2 separate regions of the Sus scrofa genome follow, and region 1 is linked to region 2. The links are chromatin contacts, called in public promoter capture Hi-C maps. All regions are on one chromosome and are shown on one strand. The core of a region is the stretch at or near the end of the contact, and the rest is flanking DNA. Distances in the headings are between cores, read along the strand shown.

Region 1 (6,176 bases), core at 2,539-5,038, 100 kb before region 2:
AGAAGACACCTGCACGTGTCAGTGGTGGGTGGGCCATATGTGCCACTGCTCCCTGAGCCGAGGCGGGATCAGACCCTCTCTACAAGGCTTCCCTGCTGCTCCTTGGCTTCCTCCCGCAGACGAGGAGCCAGGCCTTGAGAGGGCATGGCCCGGGCAGGCTCTTCCCCGCCAGCCCCTCCGTTACCTGCCAGCAATCCCTGCCCCTCTCTCGAGTTAATTCCCTGTTAATTCTGCAGGTTGTTGGGGACTAGACCTTAGTTTAAACTCCTGGGGAAGCTCGCCCCACCTCAACCCTCTGTCCTGGGCCGCTGTGCCTCAGGCAGGGGCCTGTGTCTCTGTCACAGACACCCCGCCCCTCCCCCACAGGCTGCAGGGTGCCCGCCTCTCAGGGGGGCCCCTCAGGCAGCGATGGGACAGTTCCGCCTGCTAAGTTTGCTGCTGTGCTGCTGCCCCACAGAGGGGCGAGTCTGTATCTGGGGCTCCCTGCTGCCCCACTGAGGGGCGCCCAGCCCCCACTCGTTCTGGCGCCTGAGGTCTCAGTCATCTTTAGAGAGCAAGTGTCACCTCCAGGCCTGTCTCCCTGAGGCCAGACCCAGCCCAGACCCGCCACCTCACCGTCTCCTCAGAGAGAACTCAACTCGGTTGTCTCAGACCAGCCCCATCCTGAGCATTTGATGGCCTTATGGCCTTAAGGACATGCTCCCGTCCTGCGGGCAAGATACTACTCTCAGGGGGCGGGGGTGAGGCACAGACCTTGGTCAGCCGTCGGTGCAGACCAGTGGCCGTGGCCTTCAACCTGCTGACCGGGTTGAGGCAGGCTTTACATTCTGACCCAGTACCGTGTAAGCAGAGACATCCAGATAGTGACCAGACACCCTTCCCACAGGGTTTCTGTCCATCCTGTGCCATCGTTTGTGCCTCTTCCCCACACCCCACGCGGCTGACGTCACAGCCCACAGTGTGAAAGCGCCGGTCCAGACAGTCTGTGCTCTCGCAGACACCATGGGACACTGCTTACGGAAAAGTGAAACGAAGCATGTGCCGTGCGTGTGACACCGACTCACCGCCTCCCCCGCAGAGGCCGCTGCCGTGATGCCCGGCCCTGCCCCCCACTGTGCTGTGATGGCAGCACCCCCCGGGGTGTGCGGCCACTGTGTCCCGCCCACAGGATGGGCCCGGGGACACTGCCCACACTGGTGCTCTGCTTCTCCCCACGTCACCCCTAGGAAGGTAACAGCAGTTCCATGCAGACGCACAGCAGGCCCTCGTCACCCCGCACCCTGGGGAGGGCTGGTTGCTTGGGTGGCTTTCCTGTCTGCCCGGGCCCTGCATGAGCAGCTACCCTGTGGCTGGATTGGGGAACAGGGATGCCCAGAGGGCACAGGGGAGGGGTCGGCTTGGGGAGTGAGCCTGTGGCGCTGAGGGAGCCACAGGGCTCCGAGTGGTGGCCTTTGCCCCGCCAGTCACACCTGGGGCTTGGCACTGCAGGGAAGGTCTGGCCAGGAGCAGTGGGCCTCTTCTGGAGGGGCTGCCCACCGCGGCGCAGCAACAGGCAGGGGAGCGGTCGGCATTGCCCTCTGTCTCATGCTGAGGTCTGCAGGAAGCCGGAGTTTCCTCCGGCTCAGAAATCCCCAGCTGGGTCTGGGACGCAGACTAGGGCGGGTGCACATTGGGGTCTGAAATGCTCCCGCCATGGTGAGTAGGTCTGTGAGCAAGTGCCGACCTGCCGTGAGAGGCAGCGGAGAGCTGGACCCACAACCTGGAGATGCAGACGCAGCCGCGGGCCAAGTGCACGGTGGCCGTTGTATCAACACTGGAGCATTTCCCCCCAACTCTTCCCAAGGCTCACATCACTGGCCGAACCATCTCATCGGCCGCCTGCCGGCAGTGGGGCCAAGGGAATTGAGGGGGGGTCCAGGGAGGGCCTGGGTGGGCCAGTGGTGGCAGGTAGCCCGGGCCTGAAGCTGCCCAGGAGGAGCCAATGGAAGACAGAGCCTCTCATCCGAGCCAGAAATAGAACCAGATGAACACGTGTGAGGCAGGAGACGCCAGCATGTTGCGCGGAGATGTGTAATATCTCCCCAGATGTCTTTGATTATCACACGCATCCACTCGGCCAAAGCTGGTAGGGTCCCCGGGGGGTGTCCCCAGGCAGCCGGGGAGGAAGGATCCTGCGTTCCGGGTTGAGCCAAAGTATGAGCGAATCCTGCGTCGTCAGTGTGCAGTCAGGGGATGGAGTGGACACGGAGGAGCTGGAGGGAGATGATTTATAAAGGAGATGGCTGTCGTCCCTGGATTCCAGAATGGCTTGAATCTGAATAACTTCTGCATGTAGGAACTCGGAGGGGGATTTAAGAAAAAAAAAAGCAGAAAAAGATAGGGAACTGAGAGCACGAAAATAGACCTCAGCCCCGTGGCCCCGCATCGCCGGGCAGGAGGGAGCTGGCCGGCTGGGTGTACACTTCCTTCTCCAGAAAGCGGATGATCTTAAAACAAAAAATACAGCGGAAGTCTTCTAGAATCTGAGCGCGAAAGCCAGGCTGGCAGAGGAACTCCAAGCATGCCCCTTCCCACTTTCTTTTTTTGAGGAGAGCAGGGAGGATTTGGTCAGGCATCTCGTCTGCCCTGGGGAAGAGGCCTGCTGGCGCTCTCCCGATGGCTCCAGCAGTTGGTGCGCTCTTGTGGGCTCCCCGGCTTTTTCAAGAGCACGATTTCTGGTTTTCTTGGAGATCTGCACGGTCCAATAGAATGTTCTGCCCCAGGTGCTGCTACAGGTCGCCCTCTGAAGTGGTGGCCCCCCAGGAATCTGTGCCCACACTCTTGGCTCTGTCCTGTCTGCTCAGGCCCTTCCTGGACGTTCTAAATCAACAAACCACAGACCATTTTCCTTTGTTGCCTCTGAGCAGCCCAAAGGGGAGTGCTCTGCTCCCCGGGTGAACCTGGGCCACGGGCCCACTCCAGGTGCCTGCCTGCACGCCGGCCCCAGAGGACACCAGCCTGCCCCAGTGGTAGTAGAGTCTGTATTTTATTTTCTTTTTCTTTTTTTTCTTTCTTTTTGGTCTTTTCTAGGGCTGCACTCATGGCATATGGAGGTTCCCAGGCTAGGGGTCTAATTGGAGCTGTAGACTCCAACCTACACCAGAGCCACAGCAACACAGGCCGAGCCGCATCTGCAACCTACACCATAGCTCATAGCAATGCTGGATCCTTAACCCACTGAGTGAGGCCAGGGATCGAACCCGCAACCTCATGGTTCCTAGTTGGACTTATTAACCACTGAGCCACGATGGGAACTCCCGCCTGCCTTTTCAAAGGGGAAACACGGAGGCCCTGAAGGCTGAGCTCCGCAGCCAGGACAGAGATGCCCATCCCTGGGCCCTGAACTGCCAACCCCCAACTCGGGACTTAGCTGGACCAGTGTTCAAAGCCTCCGTTTCCCTGTGGTTTAGGGCCAAGCTACACCCCGCCTGCCTGGCCAGCTGGAGGGAGGACTGAGTAAACACCTGCAGGCAGCTGTCAGCCCAAACACCCTGGTGCCTCTACCTCTGCAGCGTCTGGGGACTGGATGCCTGGGCGTGTCTGCCCGGGGCCGCTCACCGTTTGGTCCTCAGCTCCCACACAAGGCCTGGGCAGGTCTCCTCAAGTTGGGCTGCCCCAGGCAGGGTCTCCCCGGAGTCTGTGACCCAATCCGACATCCCCTGCCGTGCCAGGGAAGCTCTTCCCCCGCTCCTAAGAATCACCTGAGTTGTTATCTGGTGCTTTTTGCACTGTTGACATTGTTTATGGTGTTTTGCAATTGGAAAAAAGACAGCAGATTAAAAAGTGCCTGACTGGGGACTTTGGATTCCAGCAGAGCGTCCTTTCCTTTAGAAATCTTTCTGTGGAGTCGCTGGGGCTGCCATCAGCTTGCTCCCCCTTGAAGGGCGCGGAGTCGGGGTCCCCAGAGACAGGCACACGGGCAGCCTCTGGAATGTTGGTTGAGCCATTGTGTTTACTATTAGAATTAGGGTTTGGGTGAGAGGCCCTTGTCATGGGAGGCGTGGCTCTGCCCCTGGGCTCAGATTTGCCAGGATTCGTGTGGCCTCAGACTGCACTACACGGACGGAGCCAGGCACGGAGGGGAGCCGGGCTCTAGCCAGTCACAGAGGGCAGTGCCCGCTGCCACCGCCTCCGCCCCATCTGGCTCTGAAACACGGCAGGGGCCCGAGCTCTGGCACTGGACTGGGGCCCCTCAGTCGGTTTTGTCACCATCAGCATCATGACTTGACTATGACCCCAAGAAGGGGACAGGGGGCTAGTGGGCCTCTGCTCTGTGCGTGCCCGGGTGGGACCGGATGAGGAGGCCACTCCGTCTCTGCACTCCACTCCTCTCATCTGGGGCCCCCATCATCAGGCCTGGACCCGGCAGCCCCTCACTTACTGTGTCTCCTCCTACCACGGAGGGAGCTCGGGCTAGGATTCTCGCTCGACTTGCCCGTGACTAGGGGCCATGAGCACACAGTCAGGTGGCAGGGGTGTGGGGGTGAGGCTCCCTGCCCCCCGTTCCCTCCCAGCCCCCCTGCAGCCAGGCCCTGTCATGGGGTGTCCGGAGGCCAGGCTCAGCTGGGCCATCCCCCTGACTCAGCAGGCCCGTGTGTCTGTCCCCGCGGCATCCAGCCTCAGCCGCTTTGCACTCCCAGCTCTGGGCTTCTTTCCTTCCACTCTCTGCTCCTGCCATTCGTGCCTCCTGCCCTGTGACCTGGGGGTACTGGGAGCCAAGAGGTCCCCAACTTGGGGGCTTGGCCGGCCAAGCAGAGCACACTGTCCCACCCCACTGGGGAGAGGGCCACTCTCCTCTGGCCAAGGGGACCCCGGAGCTGTCAGCTAGGTTTTCACTCCGACACCAGGGCCTGCAAGAGACAGGCAGTGCGGCTCAGCCCGCGTCTTCTGTCAGGTGGGTGTGTCTGTCTCAAGGTCCCCTCCAGCTCTGGTGAGCGGCCCCTCATGAGCTGCAGCTGTGCCCCACGCTGGGTGCACGGCGGCCCTGGGAGGGTCTCTCGGAGGGCCGGTGTAGAGGCCAGGTCGGGGCTGGGGACATCTCTGCTCCTTCCTTAGGGAGCCGCCTCCGCCGTGCATCCCGAGGCTCGGCCAGTGGAGGGTGAGGTGGGTGGGCAGGGTTGGTCCCACACCCACAGCCTTCCTGCTCTGGAGTCGGAGGTCTCCCAGGATGCCCCGTGCGGAGACCCTGGGGTGAGAGGGCCCCGAGCTGCTGCCTGCATGGGCCGTGTTTCGAGAAAGCTCGGGCCCAGCGCCCCTGAGGGAAGTAGGCCGGGGCGGGGGCGGGGGTGCCCCTGTGCGTCCCCTGGCCTCACCGCCACTCTGCCCGCAGCCTGTTCGACATGGGCGGTGAGTACTACTGCTTCGCCTCGGATATCACGTGCTCCTTTCCCGCCAACGGCAAGTTCACCGAGGACCAGAAGGCCATCTACGAGGCGGTGCTGCGGAGCTGCCGGGCCGTCATGAACTCCATGAAGCCAGGTGAGGGCAGGGGCGGCGCCTGCGGGGGGACACACCTGGCGTGGGCGCACGGGGGGCTGGGCGGCCGGGCGCCTCTGCGGAGCAGGTCCTGCGCCCTGGGACCTGAGTCTGCTCCCCCGTCGTGCTCAGTCAGGCTCTAGGTGGAATCAGGTCCACAGGGTCACTCCTGGAAAAGGGCGCTGCCCACCAAGCTGGGGCAGAGCTGGGATGGGGGAATCTCAGCCCCAGGTCACCCCGTGTCCCCTCTGACCTCCTCCACCTGCACGTCCACCTGCCCACACGGGCCCCTGGGATGTCAGCAGGTCCCCTACCCGGCCCCGAAGCAGAGTCTGCCCCAGGGAGGGCCTAGCTGGCTTGGACACTGGCATCTGGTTGGGTGTGGAGGACGCTCTTGTTCGGGCCTGGCGGCTGTGGCTGGGGTGGCGGGAGCCGTGACTCCCCAAGGGTTTAGGAAATGGCAAGTGGAGGCTGTGGGCCCTCTGAGGACCCTGAGTTCATACTGAAACAGGGGAACCGTGGCAGTCAGGTTTGCCTCCCTCCGTGAAGCTTTTATTTATGAAAAGAAAAAGAAGAAAAAGAAGTTCCCTTCGTGGCGCAGCAGAAACGAATCCGACTAGGAACCATGAGGTTTTGGGTTCGATCCCTGGCCTCGCTCAGTG
Region 2 (6,752 bases), core at 2,939-5,438:
GGCTCTGGGACCAGGCTCCATCCAGGAGCACCCAAACCTCGGGACCACGATTCTCAGAGCGGGAGGCTCACTCCCCCCCCCTACACACCCCTCGCAGCCTGCCCTCCCCCCCAGCTCGGCATCTTCCTCTCCCGAGCTATCCGGAGCATAATTCACACCTATGAAATGCATTTTCACTTCTGTTGCTGATTTTCTCCTTTGTAAAAAGTAGAGCCAGAGCACGCCTCTTCTCTCGCCGGGCACCCCGTCAGAGCCCCTGGGTCCCTGCCCCACGCCCCCCTGCTGAGTACATTGAGGCCAAGGCTTATCAGAAAGCTCTCCCTCTTCTCTCTCCTCGAGGACTGCCAAGTGCCATCAATCCAGGCAACGCAGAAGGATCGTAAAGGTGTTCGGGGAAGATTTATGAGCTTCTCTTATTACTGGCTCTGTCTCAACAGAGCGTGAGCCACAGAGCCATCTCCCTCCCAAGCCATCCCAGCAAAATGCTGGCTGCCCACGTGATTTTTCAGGCCATAGCCCCCTTCCAGCCATGGGCACTTCCCATGGAGAGTGGCTCTGCCAAGCCTGGGGTCTCCAGCCAATTCTTGCTTCTGGGGTTCTGCAGCCAATTCTTGCTTCACAGTGTCGCCAGCCCCAGGACGCTCCCTCATCTCTGGGCAGCCCACCCACAAACCCACTACTTGGCCTCTAAACAGCTTTCTCCTCATCCCAAGACACATGTTCTCTTAGACTTCAAAGGAAAAACTAGATTATGGAAGGCAGATCTTGGCGACTGTTCCTGGGTCATGGTCTTCTCTTCCAGAACTGCAAATCAGGCAAGGAGTGTCCTATGGGTGGTGAGACCCCACGACCTCCAGGGGCTTGAACGAGACCCTCTATTTTCCCTGCATCGCTTATGTTGTGGACAGACAGTAACCCCAGCCGGAAGCCAGGCATTCAGCCCCTACCCAGACTCCCAAGTCCTGACAATTTGTTCAAATCCATCCCTGCCCTCTGTCCCCCATCCTGGGGCCTCAGGTTGCCACTGCTTCTCATCCGGTCATCCCTTCCCTCTCCAGCCCCTCCCACTGTGGCCTTTCAGGAACCCACATTGGATCACAGAGCTCCCCTGCTAGAAGCTGGGCGGCAAAACCCTGTGAGAGAGTCCTCCTTCACCCGGAGCCACCTTGGCCGTGAGCCCAGCCCTGTCTGTGCATCCAGCCTTATCTAGGCCCCTCCCCAGCAATCCCTGCACTCCAGCCCATCAAACATCTTGTCCTTTGTTACCAGAACACGCCATGCACTCGCAGCCGCTCCACCTTTGCACCTGCCATTCTGCAAATTGCACCTCTCCTTCTAGCAAATTCCTGCTCATCCTTCAAGGTGCGGATCAAAGGTCCACGGCTGCATGAAGCCCTCCTCAACCTCTGGTCTCAGTCAGTGCCTGCTGCCCTAACAAAATACCAGACAGGGGGCTTGAACCACAGAAATGCATTTTCTCACAGTTCTGAAGCCTAGAAGTCTGAGATTAGGGCGCCAGCATTGTTGGGTTCTGCTGTGGGTTCTCTTCCTGGTTTGCAAATGCCAGCACCTTCTCCCTCTGGCTTCACATGGCTGAGGGGGGGGGCGAGAGAGCCCATCGATCCTATCAGATTAGAACCCCACCCTTATGATCTTATTTAATCTTAATCACCTCCTGAAAAATCCATCTCCAAATAGAGTTACAATGGGGGTTAGGGCTCAACATATGAATTTTCAGGAGGACAAAATTTAGCCCATAGCACTATCCCCCCAAAAGCTGGTTGCACCCTCCTCCAAAGCCCCATATGTGTCTGCACAGCTTTATTATAGCACATCCATCGTTCATCTGCACTGGTACCTCCTAAAGGACATATGACGAATTGCTGCACTCCATGCTTCTAGCCAGTCTCGTTTCTGGCTCTTTCGGCATCACCTCCTCATTGAGGAGGCCCTTGTGACTTTGTGTGAAGATCTGTCTGTCTCCCAGCTATGCCCAAGGCTCCGAGAGAGGGCAGGGGCTGCTTCTCACTCACCTCTGACCACTGAACACCTTGCACAGAGCTGGCGTAGTGGGGAGCTTTCTGGTTCTGCTGTGGAAGGATCTACAGCCCTGGCTGTGGTGCCTCTCTTCCCCCCACAATAAGGCTTTATTGATAAGGCCTTATTCTGGTACTCCCCCAGTCCTGGGGGCCTCTGCAATATCCCCAGATCCTAAGAAGAGACATTCCTGATACCTGCACAGGAGAGCAGGTGTATGCTAAAACAGGGCACTTCCAATTGTCTTTTCTTTGTTCCTGCACTAGGGCAGACCGTTATTTTTAGCATTGCAGAAAAAATGAAAATCCCATGCCCTGTTTTGGGGTTTCCCTCCAGATCTCCACAGGTGCACGTGTACAAATGGTCCTAGATCCAGGCCCAGAGACCAGCTCCTCAGCTCACATAGGTTATTCGTTTAATGTATCTACTTTCACTCCCAGTCCAAAAACATCGAACTGAAAATATCTTATGTATGAGCTCTGGACCAAAAAAAAAAAAAAAAAAAAAAAAAATGAAGCAGTTGGGCCAATAATCACTGGGAATATGTTGAATAGGAACTTGATTAAAGCAGAGTATGTGTTCCCCAGACGAAGTTGCTGCTTTACTGCGACCACAGTTGGAACCTCCGCCTCCCCAGGCCTTGCTTTCGCGCTGCGCCTCCTTGAGGGCTCCTGGGCGGGCTGTGGCAACTTGCCAGCCTTTGGAAGGCCACTGTCCGGGAGAGGGTCCTGACCCGCACAGCCTGGCGATTTTCAAACAGGCATACTTCCAAAACAGCACCCATGGCGGCGATGGGCCTCAGCGCACTTAATCTAAGGGGCGATGAGGGCGGGGGAGGTCGAGGCGGGGAGACTTGCTGGCCCACGACGCCTCAAGGGAGCCGGCTGTCCCCGCGATCCCAAAGAAGAACGCGCGAGGCGCCACGTGGCTGGGGAAAGGCGCTGCCATAAACCCCTTCCCCCTCAGCTGTGTGTGTGTCGGGGTGGGGGGGGAAGGCGGCGCTCAGGGGTCACCCGGGCCGGGCCGCTTTGTTCTCCAGGATTCTGGGGACTCAGCGCCCTGCAAACCACTCTGCAGGGTTCTCCCAGTCGGTGTTCGGACTCTAGGCCACCGAGACTCCGAGGCCTCGGCTCCCTCGATATTCTCGCTCCGGTACTGGAGCCCACCTGAATGGGGAGGAGAGGAAAAGGCTGTGGGTTCCAACCCCGCTGACCGCCAACCCCGCTTCGCGATCCGCGCCCCTGGGTCAAATTCGCCTACTCCCTCTGGTGCGTCCCCCCTCGCCCCGTCCCCCAGCCCCGGAATCCAGCTCGGCCAGTCCCACAGGAAAAAGTTGGCGGCCCCGCGCCAGGTAGCAGCGCCAACTCTGCGCGCCTAGCAACACCTAGAACTCCGGTTAGGAGAAGTAATTAAAAAGTTTTCCAGCCCAGGCGGATGGACCGACCGGGTCCTCCAAACTCCCTGGACTCGTCCGCCTCCCCCTCCCTCCACTCTCCGCCGGGTCCTAGCGCCGGTCGGTGCGAAGCCGCGGAACCTTGGAGTACGGCAAGAGGTGGGGCTGGGGAGAGGTACTTCTGCGCGAAATCCGTGGGGACGCCTGGAGATCAAAAAGACGCAAGATCCCCGCGCTCCGGACCTCTCTCCTCGGCCTCTCCACCGGGCAGTGTACGCTGGGCCGCAGGTCCAAAACTGTTCCCTGCCCCCGAACCCCCGGTGCTTTCTCTACGCCGCCGCTTTCCAGAGAGCCTGGACCCGGACAAAACTGGTTCTAGTTTTTAAAGCGAGTTCGCGCCACAGAAACTCAGAGACCAAGACTTGCCCTCCACCACCAACAGCTCTCTGAGCGGCGTCTGGGTGCTCCCGGGCTCCCCTGCCGTTGGCAGACGGTGGGTGCCCTGGGGAAGCCAGAGGAGAGGGCCTCACCAGGGACCACGTGTGCGCCGGGGCAACCACTCCTCGGAGGGTGGGGCACCACTCGCAGGTCACCCTTCAGCTTGCTGCGCAGGGGGTAGTGGGCGTTGCGCCGCCGCCCCTCCCAGTCAGTGCTGCGCTCCTGCCCCACTCACCGCCCTCTAACGATCGCAGGCGCTAAGACCCAGGAGGCGCCGCTCCACCGTCGCCGAAGGTCCGAGACCGGTTTGGACACTAGAGGGCGATGGCCGCCGCGGTATAAATACCGGGCCCGCGCAGGCCTGGCCATTCGCGACCGGGAGCTGCGCGGGCGCGAGTGAGTAGGGTCTCCGGGTGGGCAGCGGCAGCAGCGGCGCCCCGCGCGGGCTGGAGGCCGCCGAGGCTCGCCATGCCGGGAGGACTCTAGCTCCCCCATGGAGTCGGCCGACTTCTACGAGGCGGAGCCGCGGCCCCCGATGAGCAGCCACCTCCAGAGCCCCCCGCACGCGCCCAGCAGCGCCGCCTTCGGCTTTCCCCGGGGCGCGGGCCCCGCGCAGCCCCCAGCCCCACCTGCCGCCCCGGAGCCGCTGGGCGGCATCTGCGAACACGAGACGTCCATCGACATCAGCGCCTACATCGACCCGGCCGCCTTCAACGACGAGTTCCTGGCCGACCTGTTTCAGCACAGCCGGCAGCAAGAGAAGGCCAAGGCGGCCGCGGCCCCCGCGGGAGGCGGCGGCGACTTTGACTACCCGGGCGCCCCCGTGGGCCCCGGCGGCGCCGTCATGCCCGGGGGGGCTCACGGCCCCCCTCCCAGCTACGGCTGCGCGGCGGCCGGCTACCTGGACGGCAGGCTGGAGCCCCTGTACGAGCGCGTCGGGGCGCCGGCGCTGCGGCCGCTAGTGATCAAGCAGGAGCCGCGCGAGGAGGACGAGTCGAAGCAGCTGGCGCTGGCCGGCCTCTTTCCCTACCAGCCACCGCCGCCACCGCCACCACCGCATTCACACCCTCCGCCCGCACACCTGGCCGCCCCGCACTTGCAGTTCCAGATCGCGCACTGCGGCCAGACCACCATGCACCTGCAGCCCGGCCACCCCACGCCGCCGCCCACGCCCGTGCCCAGCCCGCACCCAGCGCCCGCGCTTGGCGCCGCTGGCCTGCCAGGCCCCGGCGGCGCTCTCAAGGGGCTGGCCCCAGCGCACCCCGACCTGCGCGCGGGCGGCGGCGGCGGCGCAGGCAAAGCCAAGAAGTCGGTAGACAAGAACAGCAACGAGTACCGGGTGCGGCGTGAGCGCAACAACATCGCGGTGCGCAAGAGCCGGGACAAGGCCAAGCAGCGCAACGTGGAGACTCAACAGAAGGTGCTGGAGCTGACCAGTGACAATGACCGCCTGCGCAAGCGGGTGGAACAACTGAGCCGCGAACTGGACACGCTGCGGGGCATCTTCCGCCAGCTGCCCGAGAGCTCCCTGGTCAAGGCCATGGGCAACTGCGCTTGAGGCGCGCGGCGGCGGGACCGCCCTGGGCCGGCCGCTGCCTGGGACCCAGGGAGTGGTTTCGGGTCTCCAGATCTCAAGACTGCCGGAGCCGCGCAAGCCAGGGCTAGGAGATTCGGGTGCCGCCTGAGAGCCTGGCCTGCCGCGTGTGCCCCTTGCCTTCCTCGGCGCCGGACACGGTGCGTCTAAGATGAGGGATCAGGCAGAGAGGAGAAGCGCCGTGGGGCTGAGCCGGGAGCCCGGCAACTCTAGTATTAAAGGAATAACCCTGTGCCTTGGAAACGCAAACTCACCGCTCCGATTCCTACCGAGTAGGGGGAGCAAATATGTGCCTTGTCATTTTATTTGGAGGGTTCCTGCTGCAGCAGGCCCCTCTCCCCCGCAATAGAAGGAGGGGTGCAGCCCCCGGGGCGGGGGGGGGCAGGAGGAAGGTTCAGGGAGCAGAGATCCCTATAAACCAGCCCCAGCCGCTCCTCAGCGCCTGTCCTTGGAGGGGAGGAAACACAGGGACTTGGGGCTTTGAACCTAAGGTTGTTCCCCTAGTTCTATATGAAGGTGGAGGGTCCCAAGTTCCTTGCCTCTGAACTCCCAGCCTGCCACAGGCTGGGCTCTTGCGGCTGGACTCATTTGAGATAGGAGTCACCAGGTGACCAGTGGGAGTCTCCTGCCCCCAGTCAGATGAGAAAACTAGGTCCTGGGTTAGCTCTGAGGCCATATGTTCCTGGGGGTGGTGGCCTGGTGGGAGCAGGGAACCTAGAGATCTGGTCTGGGGGGTGGGACGAGGTGGGGTGGGGGTGGTAATGGGACACTGGGACCACCAGTCTTGTCTGTACTGTATGTCGCCAGCATTGCCATACAAACACGAAGCACAATCAGTCCATCCCAGAGGGACCGAAGTTATGAGAAGCTTTCCAAATATTTTGCTTTATCAGCCGATATCAACATTTGTATCTGGCCTCTCTGTGTCCCAGCGGTGCCTTGTGCAATGTGAATGTGCACGTCTATGCTAAACCACCATTTTATTTGGTTTTTGTTTTGTTTTGGTTTTGCTCAGATACTTGCCAAAATGAGACTCTTCGTCAGCAGCTGCAGGGAGGGTCTGCGGCTGTCTTTCCTTTTGGTTTTGGGATTGCTTTTGCTCCCAGGGGAACCAAAGAGGCGAGGTGGGCTTCCCCTTTCCCCTCAGCTTCCCCCACCCCGGGGGGGGGCTGTGGGCCTCGGTCCCCTCCAGCCCTGGCTGCCCACAGGCTTGTCCCCCCCCTCCCCGCCCCAAACAGAGGCCCTGGCTCCCGGTCTGGAAGGGAGGCAGCCTCCGGCCAGCACACACAC

The links. Promoter capture Hi-C pulls out the DNA fragments that hold promoters and counts their contacts.
Region 1: a contact with region 2 is called in a promoter capture Hi-C map of liver, with 14 times the contacts expected there. The contact joins the enhancer-like site here to the promoter of CEBPA in region 2. A contact is called at or near these places in 3 of 5 promoter capture datasets (fetal liver and liver), 12 of 47 Hi-C or Micro-C datasets (embryonic fibroblasts, fetal liver, fetal skeletal muscle and 6 more) and 2 of 2 datasets of contacts at active chromatin or transcription factors (alveolar macrophages and skeletal muscle).

Annotation. Positions count from the first base shown.
Region 1 is chr6:43,188,438-43,194,613 of Sscrofa11.1, reverse strand. PEPD (xaa-Pro dipeptidase) reads left to right here. Exons shown (of 15, transcript XM_005653273.3): 12 at 5,369-5,517. Among named protein-coding and RNA genes, the nearest start is that of CEBPG, 27 kb to the right of the region's middle. Within about 2 kb of position 3,788, at least 14 of the 83 cell types and tissues checked have an H3K27ac peak or open chromatin away from gene starts, as enhancers often do. A contact at or near this core is called in liver, mesenteric adipose tissue, omental adipose tissue and 2 more, where this site is marked.
Region 2 is chr6:43,083,320-43,090,071 of Sscrofa11.1, reverse strand. It overlaps CEBPA (CCAAT/enhancer-binding protein alpha), which reads left to right and starts at 4,188. Exons shown (of 1, transcript XM_003127015.4): 1 at 4,188-6,752. The coding sequence starts at 4,362. The coding sequence ends at 5,426. It overlaps LOC102160718 (a long non-coding RNA gene), which reads right to left and starts at 3,954. Exons shown (of 2, transcript XR_002344625.1): 1 at 3,674-3,954; 2 at 894-3,203.